Regions from separate parts of the Mus musculus genome. Here regions 2, 3 and 4 are each linked to region 1. Evidence: chromatin contacts called from public promoter capture Hi-C data. All regions are on one chromosome and are shown on one strand. The core of a region is the stretch at or near the end of the contact, and the rest is flanking DNA. Distances in the headings are between cores, read along the strand shown.

The links. Capture Hi-C pulls out chosen DNA fragments and counts their contacts.
Region 2: a promoter capture Hi-C map of adipose tissue shows a contact between it and region 1, with 3 times the contacts expected there. The contact joins the promoter of Fnbp4 here to the promoter of Pex16 in region 1. A contact is called at or near these places in 1 of 39 promoter capture datasets (liver) and 2 of 9 other capture datasets (adipose tissue and liver).
Region 3: a promoter capture Hi-C map of liver shows a contact between it and region 1, with 2.4 times the contacts expected there. The contact joins the promoter of Mtch2 here to the promoter of Pex16 in region 1. A contact is called at or near these places in 4 of 39 promoter capture datasets (liver, neutrophils and pre-B cells), 1 of 484 Hi-C or Micro-C datasets (CD8 T cells) and 2 of 9 other capture datasets (adipose tissue and liver).
Region 4: a promoter capture Hi-C map of liver shows a contact between it and region 1, with 2.5 times the contacts expected there. The contact joins the promoter of Acp2 here to the promoter of Pex16 in region 1. A contact is called at or near these places in 1 of 39 promoter capture datasets (liver) and 2 of 9 other capture datasets (adipose tissue and liver).

The regions. Positions count from the first base shown.
Region 1 is chr2:92,372,934-92,377,555 of GRCm38.p6, forward strand. Pex16 (peroxisomal biogenesis factor 16) reads left to right here and starts at 2,306. Exons shown (of 11, transcript NM_145122.2): 1 at 2,306-2,742; 2 at 2,938-2,973; 3 at 3,694-3,770; 4 at 4,497-4,622. The coding sequence starts at 2,631.
Region 2 is chr2:90,743,693-90,748,314 of GRCm38.p6, forward strand. Fnbp4 (formin binding protein 4) reads left to right here and starts at 1,866. Exons shown (of 17, transcript NM_018828.3): 1 at 1,866-2,134; 2 at 3,004-3,096. The coding sequence starts at 1,906. It also overlaps the pseudogene Rpl30-ps3.
Region 3 is chr2:90,845,069-90,849,690 of GRCm38.p6, forward strand. It overlaps Mtch2 (mitochondrial carrier 2), which reads left to right and starts at 2,087. Exons shown (of 13, transcript NM_019758.3): 1 at 2,087-2,317; 2 at 4,303-4,387; 3 at 4,530-4,622. The coding sequence starts at 2,231.
Region 4 is chr2:91,200,732-91,205,353 of GRCm38.p6, forward strand. It overlaps Acp2 (acid phosphatase 2, lysosomal), which reads left to right and starts at 2,181. Exons shown (of 11, transcript NM_007387.2): 1 at 2,181-2,317; 2 at 2,870-2,965; 3 at 3,509-3,595. The coding sequence starts at 2,204. It also overlaps a transcript of Nr1h3 not described here.

The DNA of each region.
Region 1 (4,622 bases), core at 1,056-3,555:
CCAAAAGGGAGGGGCCTCCTGCCTGCCCGCCAAGCCTGCGCACACCTCTGCTCTTTGTCTCTGGAGCCTAATCAGCCTCCAGATCTAGAAGAAGAAAAAAAAAAATCAGGCAGCTCTGTTGCTGCCAGCCTGGCTGGACCCAGTCCCCTCTCCTAGAGAGATGAGCTCTTCACTGTTGGGATATGGAGGGGAGGTGATGGACCACTCTGTCCTCCAGGGCCTCTTTCCTTCCCAGAACAAAAGACCATCTGATGAAATCTTGCACCTAAGTACTTGCCGGCATGCACACACAAGTACAAACACATACACCTTCACTTCAGTGGCAGCAGAGGGCTGGAGGAGTGGCCCAGAAGGCAGTAAACTCATTGACTTCCTGAGGCCAATTCCTAAGCCAAGCTTGCCTCATCGTGTCATGGGCTAGAGGACACTGCCAGAAGCCTTAAATAAGTGGTTGGGCCTCCTTGGGCTTCATCTGTGTAAGAATTCCCACCAATCGGACAGGGTTGACTATGACTTACTTTCTCATGGCTGTGACAAAAGAAACACCTGGCAGAGTAAGCTTAAGTGGGTATTTATTTTGGTTCACAGTTACAGGGTACAATGCATCCTAGCGGGGAAGCCGTAGTTTCCTAAGCCAGAGGCAGCTGGCCACATTGTAGCCACAGTCCGGAAACAACAGGAAGACAGCGCAGGTGCTCGGCTTGCTTTCTCTTTCCTTCAGCTCAGGACTCTAATCCAAGCGATAAGGATACAAACATCCAGACCGAGGCCCCTAGATTCAGTGTTTCTGGGAATACAACCATGGATGTGTTGCCATAAACTCGGAGCTTTGTTGCTACAGCGATTCCAAACCCACCAAGCCATCAACGAAGATCGAGCCATCACAATTGCCAGTAGGGTGAGGAGCACGTGAGGCCTCAGGACAGGGTGAAAAACGACTTCCACAGTTCCCATACCAGACTCTTCTGAGGCTCACCGCACCTTTCCTTGAATCTTTGCTGGCACGAGTGGTTGGCAACAATGGGAGCCTGGCTCCACATGGATCAAAGAAAGGGAAGGAAGTGGTGGCATGTTGGGACACTTCATTCCCTGTGCCTTAAATTCCTGGTGAGTGTGCTGCTTAAACCGCCTGGTTCTGGCTCAGGCTATTGGTTTTTCGAGACAGGGTTTCTCTGTGTACCTCTGGTTGTCCTGGAACTCACTTTGTAGACCAGGCTGGCCTCGAACTCAGAAATCTGCCTGCCTCTGCTTCCGCCTCCGCCTCCGAAGTGCTGGGATTAAGGTGTGTGCCACCACTGCCCGGTTAAACGAGCATTTCTTAACTCCTGAATCCATCTTTCCAGCTCTCTAATGAGAATTTTTATTAGTGTTTTATTAATTGTACAAAACAATGTGCTTTGTCTCTTGTGCTGGCACATGCCTTTAATCCCGGCACTTGGGAGGCAGACGTAGGCAGATCTCTATGCATTTGAGGCCAGCCAGGGGTTCACAGTGAGATCCTGTCTCAAAACATGCAAACTAAAATAATGAGCTTCATTATGACATTTTCGTACATGCACGTAATATAGTGGATGGGCGTAACGGCATATTCTGTCCTTGTCTAAAGATAATATCTGGTAGGGTATTAAATGTATTACAATTCTTTATATACCATAAATTCGCGGGCGGAGTCCGCAATGGCGCAGATTTGCCAAGCCCCCTCTTCCCACAGCCAATCAACTGCCTCCCAGGAACGGTTCCCTCCCTCCACTTCTGCAGCACCTTGACAGCATTGCAGCTCAGTTCATGAATGGAGCCATAGGAGTTTCCACCAACTCTTGGAGGCCAGCTTAGAACCTGGAAGTGCATCCAAGGGCCGGAAAACGCTGGGATTCATTCCGAGTTCAAGGTCCAAGTCGGGCCCAAATAATTTTGTAGATGAGGAAACCCGAGGTGCAGATCGGGGAAGCTAATGCGCAGGGTCGTCCCTAAACGGAGAGCAGAGGGATAGGCCAGGGTATTCTCCAAGGAGGGAGTCATCGGGTACGGGTTTTGGGGGTCCATGTGTTCTGAAGAAACTGGAGCCGAAGCCACTGTTCTAAATCTGCTGGTTAGGCTTGCCCCAGCAAAAACCCGGCACTGGCTTTTGTGAAAAACTCGAGACTGGCGGCTGCTGAGACCTATTTACGACAATTTCAAGGTTCCCTGTGCCTTAAATCCCAAACTCTTTGCTTCCCGACCCTCCCGTTCGAGCTCTCGGCGATCTTCTGAGAAAGTCTGAGGCTCCTTAGTACCTTCTCTAGTATGAACTGTTCAGCCTGCCCGCAAGTTGTAACTACGCAGGCGCCAAGACAGCCAACCAAGGAGGCTGCAGATCGGGTGCCAGAAGCTCTAGAGAGCTTCAGGGCGGAGAGAGAAGGAGCCAATGGCTGGAAGGAGGGAGGGTGGGAGCTCCCGGTCTCGGGGAGGAGGCGCTAGAGATGGGGTGAAGGGGCGTTCAGGGGCTCCGCGGGTCTAAGTCCTCCTGGGCTGCGGAAGTTGAGCAACCGGGAGGCGGGCTTAGGGCCGGAAGCAGGAAGGAGGGCTCAGGACGCAGGGCGCCGCTGCCAGCCTTGCTGTCGGCCGGTGGGACTGTCAGTGGCCAGAGCAGGATGGAGAAGCTACGGCTCCTGAGCCTCCGCTACCAGGAGTATGTGACTCGTCATCCAGCCGCCACGGCCCAGTTGGAGACGGCTGTGCGGGGCCTCAGTTACCTGCTGGCAGGTGCCACACTGACCTTTGACCCATTTCTTGGGGACTCTGACCCAGGAACCCTATGGCTCTTTGCCTGCTGACCCAGGGTAGTGGTCGCGGTGCTTCAGTTCTGTCTGGGTTCCTGTGGCGTAGAGGAAACTAGAGAACCCAAAGCCGCAGGGTAAAACAGACGCTCACCAACGCCTTCTATACCTTCTTCCCTAGGTCGCTTCTCCGATTCACACGAGCTGTCTGAACTGGGTAAGTTGGACTCTGGGCTGGGGAGGGAGAAGGCTTCCAGCGGAACCTTGATTGAAGGTCCTGAGCTTCCCTCTAGATCAGCTGTCCATCGCCCAAGACAGTTGGTGTCCCCAGAGTTGGGCGACCTGTGAGGGCTCTGACTGGCTTCTCACTCCTGGTTTTGCTTAGGATTAAGCAACTTTCCTGACCTTGCTAGTTCATCAGACCTATGAGTATGAGAAGGGCACTGTTGTTCTGTCTAGCTGAAGGAATACAAGTTCAGAAAAGTCCTTGATGTCAGGACCAGTGTTCAAGTGCCCCCACCTCCCTGCTGTAAGGGCTCTGTTTGCTTAGTGGGGGTAGTGAAGATCATGAAAGGATGAGGGGGATTTTGAAAGGTAGGTGTGATGTAGTCCTTCAGGGGGGACCATCTGAAGAGAGCAAAGATGAGTTGGTGGGACCACACATTTGGCTGTTTGGAACATGACAGGCAGTTTTGAGCAGCTCAGTAACCAGTGCTGTCCAGCAGAGCAAGGGCTGGCTTGTCACTCCAATCAGCTCATTTCTTACTGGCTCAGATGTCATCATGGAGAGAATGGGGCTCTGAGGTAGTGGGCGGAGAGGCTTGTTGGTTTCCACACAGTCTGTGGGTAGCTGTGATCGGTAGGGCTCTGGGGTAAGGGTGAGAGGGGTGAAGGCCACAGCAGGGCCGGCCTCTCAAGACCACAATCTGCTTCTCAGTGTACTCTGCCTCGAACCTGCTGGTGCTGCTCAATGACGGGATCCTGAGGAAGGAGCTTCGAAAAAAGTTGCCTGTGGTGAGAACTTTGCCAGGAGCTGGGGGTGGGAAGCTCAGGGACTTGGGAGGAAAACAGTAATGACCAGCACGTGTGGTACATGTCGTTGTCTCAGAGAGTGAGGCATGCCCACATGAGCCGCAGATCAATTGTTGGTAGTCTCATGCATGAAGTTTCTTTTCTTTTCTTTTAAAAAACAAAATAAAACAAACAAACAAACAAAAAACAAGGCTGGGCAATGGTGGTGCACGCCTTTAATCCCAGCACTTGGGAGGCAGAGGCAGGCGGATTTTCGAGTTCAAGGCCACCCTGTTCTACAGAGTGAGTTCCAGGGCAGTCAGGGCTACGCACAGAAACCCTGTCTCCAAAAAACAAACTAAATCCTACAGATGTCTTTTTTTTTTTTTAAGGTTTATTTATTTTGCATATATGAGTACACTTTAGCTGTCTTCAGACACACACCAGAAGGGGGCATCCGATTCCATTACAGCTGGTTGTGAGCTACCATATGGTTGCTGGGAATTGAACTCAGGACCTGTAGAAGAGCGTCTCTCCAGCCCTCATGCATGAAGTCTTAGAGAGCTAGAAAGGCCTGTCCCAGGCCAGCCAGCCTGGTAGCAATGGATTTGGTATTGAACTGAGGTGTTAGGCTTAGAAAGGAGGAGGCCCCCACCTGCTGGAGCAGCCTGCTTTTTCTAAGACAGCACTTGGGGTAGAGAAGCTCCCTGACCTCTGGGCTTCTTGCAGTCGCTGTCCCAGCAGAAGTTGCTGACATGGCTGAGTGTACTGGAGTGTGTGGAGGTGTTCATGGAGATGGGGGCTGCCAAGGTGTGGGGCGAAGTAGGCCGTTGGCTCGTCATTGCTCTCATCCAG
Region 2 (4,622 bases), core at 616-3,115, 1.6 Mb before region 1:
ATATTTTTGTTTTGAGACTGGGTCTCACTATGTAGCCCTAACTCTAGTGGAACTCGGAGATCCACTTGCCTGGCCTATTATTCTTGCTCTTTTTTTTTTTTTTCTCCTCGAGACAGGGTTTCTCTGTATAGCCCTGGCTGTCCTGGAATTCACTTTGTAGACCAGGCTGTCCTGGAACTCAGAAATCCGCCTGCCTCTGCCTCCCAAGTGCTGGGAATAAAGGCATGTGCCACCACTGCCTGGCTTGTTGTTTGTTTTTTGAGACAGGGTTTCTTTTTTGTTTTTTGTTTTTTTGGTTTTTCGAGACAGGGTTTCTCTGTGTAGCCCTGACTGTCCTAGAACTCACTCTATAGACCAGGTTGGCCTCGAACTCAGAAATCCTCCTGCCTCTTATACTCCCTCTTTAACATCCATTCTCATACATCTTCCCCAGATTTCTCCTTGTATTATTATTATTTTATTAATTTATTGTTATTATTGTTATCTTTGAGACAAGATCTCACTTTGTAAGCTCTGGTAATATGCATACCTGGCTAGACTCACTTGAAATCTTCCTACCTCTGTCTCCACTGAAATTATAGACATGAACCATGACAACTACTTCCAGTGTTATTAGAACACTTCAGTAGCTCTCCAGGAGTACAGTGCACCATCTTTAGGCATTATTTCTCATCTTCTGGCCTGCTGTCATTAGTCTAGAAGCAATCAGGGATGGGTGGAAGGAGTGGGTCCTGGAGAAAATCAGCATTATCTTGCGTGGTAACTATCTCTGGGGAGAACATTAATGACTCAGGATGTCACCTGACTCTAGGAATGGGGAACAAGGAAGACTCAAAATGTAAAGAGCTCAGCCTCAAGGTGGAGGAGTTGGAGGTAGGGCAAAAAAGTAGTGTTTACAGAAGTAGGATGAGGTAAGGCTTCGGTATCCCATATGAACAGTTTGACTGTTTCCAAGGTCCAGTCATTTTCCCTACTAATCACGTCGTATTTCGTTTTAAAGAGCCTACTGGGGCTGGAGAAATGGCTCAGCGGTTAAGAGCACTGACTGCTCTTCCAAAGGTCCTGAGTTCAAATCCGAGCAACTACATGGTGGCTCACAACCATCTGTAATGAGATCTGATACCCTCTTGTGTATCACAGCTACAGTTTACTTACATTTAATAAATAAATAAACCTTTGGGTTGGGGCGAGCGGGGCTGGAGCAAGAAAGTGGGGAGAGAGCCTACCGTAAACCCATCACTTGGGAAGCAGAGGCAGGCGGATTTCTGAGTTCCAGGCCAGCCTGGTCTACAAAGTGAGTTCCAGGACAACCAGGGCTACACAGAGAAACCCTGTCTCGAAAATCAAAAACAAAACCAAAACAAAACAGAAAAAGCCTACCGATGTATAAACACCCAGCATCATCATTGTTTAATACTATACCCCAAAGAAGCTACAATAACCAAGAGAACTTGCAGAAGGGTGCAATGTATCTTTATCTTCCTCAAAGACAAACAGCAATAAGCAGCTGAAAATAGCTACAAGATGGCGGACAAAGCCCTAAAGAAAAGACTTGGCTAACAGCGCATGGTGCAACCCCAGTCTAAGGAAGTCGCACACACCGCGGGCCCTTCCGCACTATTGGCGCGAAGTCCTGTCTTTTCCCTTTGCTATTGGCTACCGAGTCCGTCTCAAGTCAAAACAGCCAATCGCCTTTTCCCTGAACAAAGCCCACCCACCATGGATGGAGCGGAACGTGCGTAAAAGCACCGGGGCGCAGGCCGCATGCGCAAGTGCACCGCGCCGGTTAAAAGCGGATCTCCTCGGGAGGCGGTGCCACGGTTCATGAATATTGATTACGCACCGGGGCGCTGTGCGCCCGCCCCACTAATCTGCCGTCGTTCGCTGCTCGCGCTCCGGCTCATGATGGGGAAGAAGTCCCGGGCGGTACCCGGCCGCAGGCCTATCCTGCAGCTCTCTCCACCGGGTCCTCGGAGCAGCACCCCGGGCCGGGATCCCGACCCCGATCCGGATCCCGAGGCAGATTCGACTGCGGCGGCGACAAGCCAGTCAGCGCCGGCAGCAGCGACGGCGGCGGCCGCGACGTCGCCCGCGGTGCCTGCCTCCGCTGCCCCAGAGGACTCGCCTTCAGAAGGTAAGGGCGCGCGAGAGGAGCCCTGCTTTTATTTGGGACGTCTGAAACTCGAGCACGGGGCTTGCGGCCTAGGTTCCCGGGTGTCTCTTCGGACCCGGTGAAGAAGAGAAACCCTGGCGGGCGAGGTACACCTCGGCTGCCAGCGATCTGGGGCCCGCGGGACGGCGGTCGGGGACTCTGGGAGGCGGAAGGCCGGGCCCGGACTCATCTGAGGCGCCTTTGCGGTGCAGGGGTTTCTCCCCGGAACCTGTGCCGTCCACCGAGGCTTGGGACCCCAAATGTCTCCTAGATGACTCCCTTCGATCTTAATAACGCAGAAGGTGGAGGGCAATTTCCACGTGCGAGCCTTGAGGCGGTTGAACCTGGCCTTCTCTACTTGTCACGCTTGGTTTCGTTTTTGTTGAAATGGAGACACCACTCTTTAGAAGTGAACAAACCCATATTTTTTTCTTATGCTAGACAAAGCATCGGTAACCCCAGACTTAAGGGAAAGTGACAAAACCTGTGTGTGGGCTTTTCTGGAATTGTGTTTGGGTTTAGGGTAACAATTGCATGGAGTAGATGCCGGAGAAGCTATACTGTATCAAACATTAAGAATCAGATTAATAGGATGTACATAACGTGTGGAAACGTGCAGAAGTATTTATGCATGTTAATTGTTAAGTATTGCAGGTGCCATTTTCATAGTGTTCACGTTCTTACTGTCGCTACCACTAAATGAATGGAAGGGTAGATCAGCTTGTTTTTTGTCTTCTTAGTTTGCATCAGTGATACACGCTGGTTTTATAAGTTGATTCAGGCTGAAGGTCAAGCTTTGGACCCTGGCCCACTGACTGACTGCAGCTTCCTTTTGTGCATTCCAAATACAGATGAACAAGAAGTGGTGGTGGAGGTCCCCAACGTTGTTCAGAACCCTCCAACACCAGTCATGACCACCAGACCGACAGCCGTCAAGGCAACAGGTAGAGATTTTTGTTGTTGTTTTTGCCTTTCCCTTAAAATATCTTTTATTAAGTTGAAAGATAAAAGTGTGCAGCTGGGTTGTTGGATGGTTAAATGTTGCTAATTTATTATTTCTCATAAAAAGTCGTTGAAGCTTTTCTAGGATTGGGGTTGCATATCAGTGGTGAGATGCAAAACTCTGGGTTCCACTCTTGGCTTACAAAAATGGATTAACAAAAAATAAATAAATCTTTCCTGAGGGCTTGCTGTGTATAAACTTTTAAGTAACATGAAAGTTTATTTATGGCTGCAGACACACATTCGTGCTTCTAAGGCTGGGCCACATAACTTGTTTATCTATTTTTTGAGAGTGTCTCAAGTGAACCCAAACTTTTTTTGGGGGGGGGGGGCAGTTCGAGACAGGGTTTCTGTGTATATCCCTGACTGTCCTGGAACTTTGTAGACCAGGCCGGCCTTGAACTCAGAAATTCGCTTGCCTCTGCCTCCCAAGTGCTGGGATTAAAGGCGTGGGCCACCACGCCCGGTGTGAACCCGAACTTTTAACTGTTCAGGTAGATGGACTGCACAGACACCTCTTCTCCTCCAGTCCACTTGTCTTGACCACTCCACTTCACCCCCAGCGCTGGTTACAGATGAGTGTGCTTCATACTCTGCCAAAACATGGCTATGAGGGCTCCGAATGCAAGTCCTTAAGCATTTTACAAAGGGAGTCATCTCCCTGCCGGCTTTTTGGTCCTTTTGTGTTTTGTTTGTTTGTTTGTTTGTTTGTTTGTTGTTTTTTCAAAAGGAGCTCTGGCAAAGTTTTATTAAAGGAAAACTTTCTTGTTTACTTCTCACCAGTCTGTTCTGGCATGCTTCTAATAATATCAGAATCACCTGGGTCAATGATAGCCAGTGTGCATACTCTGTAGTATTTTCCCCGCGCTATGCCCAGTTCAATATTATTGCCACTGTAGTGATGGACCCCAGTTTTAGCCAACATGGCATAGTACTCTATTTCAGATTTCCTCAAAGCTGGACAGTTGTTGGCAAGGATAACCAACTTGGCTTTGCCTTGTTTGATCATCTTCAGAGTCTGTCTGTAGCCCAGCACATACTTCCCACTTTTCATAACAAGTTGGAGCCTAGAGTTGATCGACTCCAGAGACTTTTTCATCTTCTTTGCAGCCACCATCTTCCTGCCTTACGTGCGGGACAACCCCCAACCAACACCAGCCGCCAAGATGGCGGGGGGGGGGGGGGGGCGGGAGGGCGAGAAAGGCTGTTTGTTTGTTTTTGAGATTTATTTATTTATGCATACAGTGTTCTGCCTGCATGTGTCCTGCAGAAGAGGGCACCAGATCTCATTACTGATGGTTGTGAGCTACCATGTGGTTGCTGAATTTGAACTCAGGACCTCCGGAATTGTTCTTTTCCTCCAGTGACTCATGGTCCAGGCTGGCCTAGAACCTTTTATTTAGCTGAGGTTGGCCTTTAACTATTAATAACTCCTGCCTTTGCTGCCCAAGTCCTGTGACTGTGATTA
Region 3 (4,622 bases), core at 837-3,336, 1.5 Mb before region 1:
AGGCCAGCCTGATCTACAAAGTGAGTTCCAGGATAGCCAGGGCTATACAGAGAAACCCTGCCCAACAACCACATGAAGGCTCACAAACATCTGTACAGCTACAGTGTATCTTTTTTTAAAACTGAGAAATGAAACGTGGACCTCTTCCAGGTAAGACTATCCCAGCCTGGGAGTGGTTTAGCTGGTAAGCCCCTCTCTTTTCTGGGCTCTGTTTTCTGCCTCTGGGAAGTTTTCACATTACTTACCATCCCCTCTTTTCTTTTCCCAAAGCTGGCCTATGCCAAGGTGCTGTTCTCTCTCCCTCCCTCCCCACCTTTGACTTTTCTTATCCTCCTAGCTTGAATATAAGTTACTAAGTAACCCATTCTAGGGTCACCACACTGAACTCTTATCAGGGATTGTCATTCATATCACATCTTTACAAATGGCCCGTTTGAACTGTGCTCTTCCTTTACTTATAATTCCGACTCCAGTTCTCTGTCCCATAACGTCATGGGTAGCTTTTGCCATGAACCATTAGGAATGTGGTGGGACATCCTCAGGTGCCCAACCCTTCAGCCCCGCGACATTCTGAGCCTCTCATTGCTCACAGGCAAATAGAATTTTTTTTCCTTCACCACCCATGCACAAATACCCTTCTTAATGGTCTTGCTGTTTCTAAGTCATGTTGAGAACTGTGTTTAATTAAGAGCAACATGTAATTTTTTTAGAATAAAAAGCTACCATTTACTATTGCATTTTTGTTGTGTATGCCAGGCTAGGTCCATATTGCTTTGAGATAATGTTTTGAAGTGGATATTATTATACTTATTTGCTTAAAAGTTTTGAAGAGTTGGGATGACCTATATAAGGTCACACTGTAACTGGCAGAGGTAGACTTTGGATGAGGCCCATTGGACTTCAAAGCCCGTGTGCCTGACCTACAAACTGCCTCCCAATATCAGCTAGTTCTGGGCTGAATAGAAGGCCATATTAGGACTAACTTCTGTATTTCAGCCAATTTCTCAAAAACTCCATATATACAGTTTCACTTAATGTTCATAAAAATACACTGAGTTAGTTGCATTGTCCTTATATTTAGATACAAACACTAAAAAATTTAAAAAGGAAAGTGACACATGGATCCAAAAGGAAAGCCAGATTCCAAACTCGGTTCCTTGTTCATTCTCAGCAGTACACACTAAGTGCTTGCACTAAGTGGTGTCTGCTACAGAACAAAGGGGCCAGAGCTGGAGCAATGCCTTTTCTTCATTTTGCCTCTAACAGCCTGGGTAGCCCGATTGGCACTGAGCTTTAATAAATCTTGAGCACTGGTACATGCCAGGCACTGGGGGAAAATAGTGTACAAAGGCCATCTCGGTTCCTGAACCCAGAGTTGACACTCTCAACTGTCAAAGACAATTTCCCAGTGACAGGTGTCACAAGGCAACGGGTAGGAAATACGGATAAAATGGATTTCGAGTAGTCAGAGAAGACATGAAAAAAAAATTTTTTTTTTTGGTCAGTATGTCACCATGTAACCCTGGTTTACCGGGTATCCAGTTTGTAAACCAGATTAGCCTTGAACTCACATATCCACATTCCTCTGCCTCCCAAGTGCTGGATTAAGGGTCTGTGCCGCCACATCTGACCCCGAGGGGGCACATTTTGTTGTAGTTGCTTTTTCTTTCCAGTACTGAGGACTGAAAGCAAGGATGTCGGGAAGTGCTCTACCACTGAGCTAATGGTAAACGCAAAATCAGGGACCTGCAGAATTCACTGTTAAGCCAGACAGGATCTGTTGTTCATTAGACATGACAACTCTAACGGAAAACAACCATCAAACTTTACGTCGTCAAAGCCTGAAAGAGGATAGGAGTATAACTCAGTTCTTCCAGTTGTTAGTCCGCTGACCTTGCCTTTGCCGTCAGGGTCACCCCACCACCACCCCATCATTACCATTCCCTCCCTACTCCTTCCGGACACTTCCGGCTTGCGCAGGCGCAAGAGAAATCGCCTTTCCTAGAGGCGCGAGGAGCCCACGCCCAGACGCATGCGCGTCCCTCCCACAAGCCCCGCCCCAGGCGGCCCCTCGCGAGCGCCTGCCGTTTCTTTGGGCGGGCCGGTGGGCGGAGCCTAAGCGGGCGGCGCGCCGCGGGCGGGCCAGTGAAGCCGGCGCCCCCGACACGTGATCTGGAACCGGCTGTGTCGCTTGGTGACTCCGTCTGTCCGTCCGTCCGCGGGTGCCATCATGGCGGACGCGGCCAGTCAGGTGCTCCTGGGCTCCGGTCTCACCATCCTGTCCCAGCCGCTCATGTACGTGAAAGTGCTCATCCAGGTATGAGTCGTCGCCCTTTCCTTCCCCGCCCGCGTCCTGTCAGGTCGCCACCGCCCTCTGCGCCTTTGGGTTGGCTCTGCGTCCCAGGCCTTCACCCTCTCGAGATGCTGCCCTTCTCTCCCCTCAGGAACAACTTCCACGGCCTCGCGCCCCTCTCGGAGACATCCCGAGGCTCGCCCCGGGCAGGCCGGCTCCCTTTCTGCAGCCAACTGCCACCCTTGCCTTCCCTGGCCGGTGACTCTTCTCAACTTTGTTTTTCCTTTCCCTGATCCTGGCCGGTTGCCACCGAGGGCTTCCCAACCCTTTTCTTGTCGCCCCTCTGATACTGGCGTTCACCTCACCTCGTTCACTCCTCCTCAGCGAAATATCTCAAACTCGAGACGTGAAATAACTCATCTATGGGCAAATTTAAAATTCTAGGAAAGCCAACATCTTATTGTTCTTACTCGGTTTTTCTATTTGCTGTTTCTACTTCTATTCCCGTTCAGAGATTTTAACACCAGATACCCGGATATACACAAGGAGCGCATTGAGAAGTGATAATGAAATCAGATTTCCTGAGGATCCATTGAGCGCTTTCACAGTAACCCATGTGGTTCATGACAATGAAAATCACGTTGGTTAGAGCTGGAAATCAGTTCTGTTTAAACACTTTAGCGAGTTTAAATGTAACATCAAACCCCGGATGTCTCTCTTGCCTCCCTTGCCAATCTGCTATAAAATATTTCTAAAGTGGTCATTTATATTCATGGGTAAGGAGGCCTACTTTTAGCTGGTGATAGTATTTTCAATTGCTCTTCTAACTTTCCCTGTGCTGATCAGGGCCATTTTTAAGCATTTATTGAGGATTGCCATACCTCATGCATTGTGTGTCCTGGAAGGAAGCAGGCTTTAGAATCCCTGTCCTCAATGTTTACCATTCTGAAAAGAGAAAAAAAAAAAAGCAAGACTCTAGAATGGACTTCATTTTTAAATTGTTCTTCATACAAATTGTTGCTAAGTTGACTAATATAAGTGTAGATGTTGAAGCGCAGAGTGAAATCTGTGTCTAGAACAGAATTGACAGTATTTCGCAGTACACGTATGAACTCACTACTCAATAGTTCTCAAAGAACAGTGATTTTAGTGACATTCAGTGTTTTTGCCTCAACAATCCAATATCCTAAATTCTGATTTCACAATACCTCGTGCGTTGCCAAGTATCTCAGGAGGTTGATGAAATTCCCAAATACTACTTTAAAGCTGCACTTTCAGTGAGTTCAGAGAGGGGGTTTTAACTCAGAAGGAAGAATTGCAACAGTAGAGCCCAAACTGCCCTGTATTTTTTTTTTTAATCTCAAGTATCCCTTTGGCACTATAATCACTGAATATATTGTACAAATAAAATGGCAATCATTAATTTTTATGGCTCTGTATATTGCTAATGAGTCTGTACATTTAACGTGGACCTAAGTTGTAATTATTTTTGTAAGTGAATTACCCAGCTGTATGCATTTGCCTTTGTTGTCTAGTTATCCATGTAGGTAGGCATTTGACGATGGCTCAGTGAATATTTTATTTTGTTCAAATATGAAAAATATTGTAAAAAATATGTCAGCTTTATCGGTAAACTAGGCTTTCCTGACACAATGGTTTGTTTCCTTGTTCTGTTTTCAGTTTAATAATCTAGTCACATGGTTTACTCTATAGACTCAACTCAAAGGGAAAGTTGGAGTTTATTGAACCCAGTCTTAATCTATCCAGCAGAACAAAAGGCTGATAAGGATGATACTTCATCAATGACTTAAAAAAACTAAACTGCATTTTTATTTGTAAAAATTATGGGGCTGAGGAGGTAGCTTGCTGGCACTGAGCATAAGGATGGACATTGGGTCCATTTCAGCATCAAACAAACACATTTGAGCCTGGTTTTCTTTTTACAAGACCTTGTAGCCAAAGTATTCCTGGGTATTGCTCAGTGTTGATGCATTCCTTTGTTTTTAAAGGTGGGATATGAGCCTCTTCCTCCAACAATAGGACGAAATATTTTTGGGCGACAAGTATGTCAGCTTCCTGGCCTCTTTTGCTATGGTAGGTGCCTTTGATTTATCTGGAAGGGTTGACATTGAAGGTTGGAGTTACTAAAAGAAAATACACAGAAGGCATGTTGCCTTGAAATTTTTTGTAACCTTGTATTTGGACTGGAACCTAAATGTCTGACTTGTGTTCCTAGCTCAGCACATTGCAAGCATCGATGGGAGGCGTGGGTTGTTCACAGGCTTGACTCCAAGACTGTGTTCAGGAGTCCTTGGAACTGTGGTCCATG
Region 4 (4,622 bases), core at 931-3,430, 1.2 Mb before region 1:
AAGCTAGCCTTGGCTACACAGCAAAACCCTAATCCTGTCTGAAAGAAGAGAGGGAGGTTGAGAAGAAAACTGCTGAGTTGGGCAGAACGCACTTGTAATTCCAGAGCTCAGCACGTGGTAATAAGAGGATCAGAAGTGGGAGGCCAGCCTGGGCTATATAAGACCCTGTTTCAAAAGACAAACAACAACAAAAATAAGCAAATGAATTTCAATCCACTCTCTAAACTGTATACGCTTAGGCAAACTACTTTTCTCTGGGTTGGTTTCCTAACCTTATAAGTTGATGGAGGATCTTTGTGAATCACTTGACATTATATGCAAAACTATATTCTGTGTTCATGTGTAGACACATTTTTTTTGGAGAGAGGGCTAATTTTTCATGTGATTTATAGGAAACCTGTGATTTAAACAGTTAAGAAATAGCCAGGCAAGGTGGTGCATGCCTTTAATCCCAACACCCAGCCTGGTCCACAGAGTTCCAAGACAGCCAGAGCTACACAGAGCAACCCTGTCTCAAAAATCAAAATAATAAGAGAGAAAAGAGAAAAGAAAATTAAGAACTGAGGCTGAGGGGCTGGTGAAATGGCTCAGTGGGTAAGAGCACTGACTGCTCTTCCGAAGGTCTTGAGTTCAAATCCCAGCAATCACATGGTGGCTCACAACCACCCATAATGAGATCTGACGCCCTCTTCTGGTGTGTCTGAAGACAGCTACAGTGTACTTATAATAATAAGTAAATCTAAAAGAAAGAAAAAAAAAAAAAGAACTGAGGCTGCAGGCTAAGCAGCTAGAAGTATTGGCAACTCCTTCAGAGGAGGGCTCAGGTTCTATTCCCAGCACCCACACAGCTGCTTAAAGTCTACAGGGGATCCTATGCTGCCTTTTTGCCTCCAAGGACACTGTATATACATGGTTCACAGATATACATGCAAGCAAAACACCCATACATAGAAAATATTTTGTTTCATCATTGTTTTTTCCAGACAGTATTTCTCCATGTATCGCTGGCTGTCCTGGAACTTGCTCTATAGACCAGGCTGGCCTACATACAACTCAGACATCTACCCCCCTCTCCAAGTGCTGGAAGTAAAGGCATGCACCACATAGATTTGTTTGTTTTTAAGTTTAAAACTATTTAGTTTTGAAGCCTTCTTATTCTCCCCAAGTCTTTCTCAAGGTGACATCGAAAGTAAAGTTTAGGCAGTAAGGTACATAATTTTATTTGGAGTCCTGGGACAGTATCAATTCTGATCAGATTTGCATTAAAGCATATCAAGGGCCCAAGATCTCATCTGCAACTGTGTGTCACTCTAAGGTTTGGAATCACAACATCCAGACACCCAACTGGCTGCCTGCCTCCAAATCCTAAAGGCTAATGTCTGGAGGAACTCTGATTCTGTGGCAATTCCAGTTATATGCCTGCATCAAAACTGATGTAGTTTTCTGAGATTCCTCCCATAAGAATTCAATGTAGTGGGTTTGGGAAATCGGAACATCCTATGCAATCCAACTCCTCCTCAAACATGACGTTTGAGTCTAATTTAATTTAGAAATCGGTAAGCACAAGAAAAGAGCTGAAAAAAACTGGGGAGTACGAAGGTTTGTTCAGGACATGAATGGCAGACTAGACTGGATCTACCTCAAGGACACAGGGAGTCCAAAGGGCTGGTTACATGCAGTACCCTACATCTCAAACAAGCCCGCTTATCGGAACAGTGTCTAAGCCAAGGCTTACACTAAACTACACACCCAAGAGCAGAAAGTTAGGCTCTGTACTTCCCCACACCTTGCCCCAGTTTTGCACCAGCCGAGGCTCTGGGATCATTTTCAGAAGCATTCCTCAAAGCAGGCACTCGCTCTCCAGGCCCAGACCCCAACCAGGGCAAGCACCAGCTTTGTAGAAGAAGGGGTAAGCCTGACCTAGCGCCTCTACAAAAGCGAGGTGTTTAAGCCTTTTCTGCCCGGAAGGTCGCGCAACAGTCCCACCCTCGTTCATCACCGCCAATCGCAAACCTTCTCCATTTGCATTCCCTCCCAAATTCCGCCTTCTCCCACCAGACTTTCTCATTCCCGGTCTCCCGCAACCCAAAGAAAGATGGCGAAGGCTGCACTTCCGGCAAGTGTCCTTACGAATGCATCCGGGCGGCTGCAGCAGGTACCGCCCAAGGCGTTCCGGCCTCTTGCTACACAGCCTACAACAGTGATGGCCGGCAGACAGACTGGTTGGAGCCAGGCGGCTCTTCTCCAGTTCCTTCTTGGCATGTGCCTAACGGTGATGCCACCCATACAGGCCCGGAGTCTACGCTTTGTTACCTTGGTAATGGGTGACGGAGTCACCAACGGGTTCGCCAAAGCTGAAAGGGCAAAGGCCGGCTGGTAGAGGGAGGGGCAGAGCTTGTGTTCTGGGGCCGGGGTCTCACTTCTCAAGGAGGAGAAAGAACCGGTTTAGGAAACCGCTGGCCCATAGTGGGTTGTGCGGCTGGATTAAGAATTGATTTGGAGCCCTAGGCTATTTTTTTTTTTTTTTTTTTTAGGGCAGGACGACCGAGTAGGAGATATTCTTCCCTAGGATGGGAATTTAGTTAAAAGGTTGAAAGTCACCCATAAAGACGACTTTGATCTTTGTTTTCCCAGTCCCATTGCCCACTTCCTCCCCCAGAAGGCGTTGCTTTCACTACTCTTCTACCTGTGCTTTGGGGCTTTACCTATTATCTCAGGTTACATTGCATCGCCCGAACTGGGGTCTTTTTTCATCGCTCAGTAGAGAAAGATGGAGTGAAATTTCCTTTCCTGGCATGTGCAGAGGTGGGTCCTGTCCTTAACTAGAAGACCCTTCTGATTCTATAGACACACCATTTTCTTTGCTCAGCTGTATCGACATGGAGATCGGTCACCAGTGAAGACATATCCCAAGGACCCCTATCAGGAAGAGAAATGGCCCCAGGGATTTGGTCAGCTAACCAAGGTGGGTCAAAAGCCAACCTGCAAGGTCTCGGGATATGCTACGGAATGAATCACATCTGGAGCACAGAAACTGGGGCTCCTTAAACTACTAGCTTCCCACATGGGTTCTGATGGACCAGATGTCTATTTTGTTGTTTTGTTTTTGTGGTTTTGGAAATTAAACCCAGAACCTTGTCTATGCTAAGCACAGTGAGCTACATCTCTGGCTATGACCAGATTTCTTAACAACTCTGTGCAGGGGACAGTATCATTACAACTGGCCACTTCTGGAATCAAATTCACCTCTTGCCAAGGGAAGAATGCCTAAATGCCATACATAGGACTTGTGGCTAATCCCCTCTCTTTGGACTTTTTTTTTTTTTTTCCCCAGGGGTTGGGGATTTGGGGGAGGTTTAAGACAGGGTTTCCTTGTGTAACAGAGCCCTGGCTGTTCTGGACTCACTTTGTAGACCAGGCTGGCCTTGAACTCAGAGAGTGACTGCTGGGATTAAAGGCCACCATGCCCAGCTCCTCTTTGGACTTTAACTCTCAGGTTTGCCCACAGGAAGGGATGCTACAGCACTGGGAGCTGGGCCAGGCCCTGCGGCAACGCTACCATGGCTTTCTGAACACCTCTTACCACAGGCAAGAGGTAAGGTTGGGAGTTTGATTGGCAAAAGGACTGGGATCTTTGGATTATATTCTGACTGCAGAGAATCTAAGGATGAGCCTGGGCAGTCAAGGTTCCCTCTTGAACTTTTGGTCCCTGGACAAGACATCTAAGAGCTGTCTAGAATACGGCTCTGGAGTCTGAAGTGTCTCTGCTTGTCTGGGAAAAGACAAAACTGACCAGGGGTCCAACTTAGACATGAGGAAGGGTCTGATAAAGTACTTTCTGACTCTGAAACAATAAATAGGCATTTTGTCCAAGACATTTATTGTCACCTGAGGGCCAAGCACTGTGGTAATGTTTTTCCTATGATGGTATACCATAGAGTTATGATCTCTATAATAGAGCTTATATTAGAGCAGTCTAATAAGCTGAACAGAGCCAAGCTAAATCGGGGGAGGGGCAGTGAAGACTGGCAAATGTGCTAGCTCCTGAGGTTCTCTGCTTACCCCAGTGGAGATAGCTGTTCCATGGTTACTGCTTGCAGCCACAGTTGTCTCAATCCTCTAGATTACTGTTCCCTAAAGACCTAGCTCTACCCTGAGCTTGCCCTTCGCTTCCCTATTTTCTTCCTCCCTTTTCACAAGTCACCTCGCTGTTCCTTTTCCCCCCTTCTTCCCATTTATAAAAGGAAAGGGAGTGTGGTGAAGAGTGGTATTTGCCATTTGGACTCTAGGGTATTGCTTTTGTGTTTTTAAACAGGGTCTCATTTTATGGTACTGGCTAGTCTTGAACTCAGAGATTTTCCTGTCTCTGCCTCTCAAATTCTGGAATTAAGAGTGTGTACCAAACCAGTGGTGGTGGCACACAACTTTAATCCCAGCACTTGTTAGGCAGAGGCAGGCAGATCTCTTGAGTTCCAGGACAGCCAGGGCTACAAAGAGAAACCCTGTTTTGACAAAAGAGAAGGAAAAAAAAGTGAATGCCAAGCTGAATTAGAGGCACATACCTTTAATCCAAGCACTTGGGAGGCAAAGGCTAGTAGATTCCTGAGTTTGAGGCTAGCCTG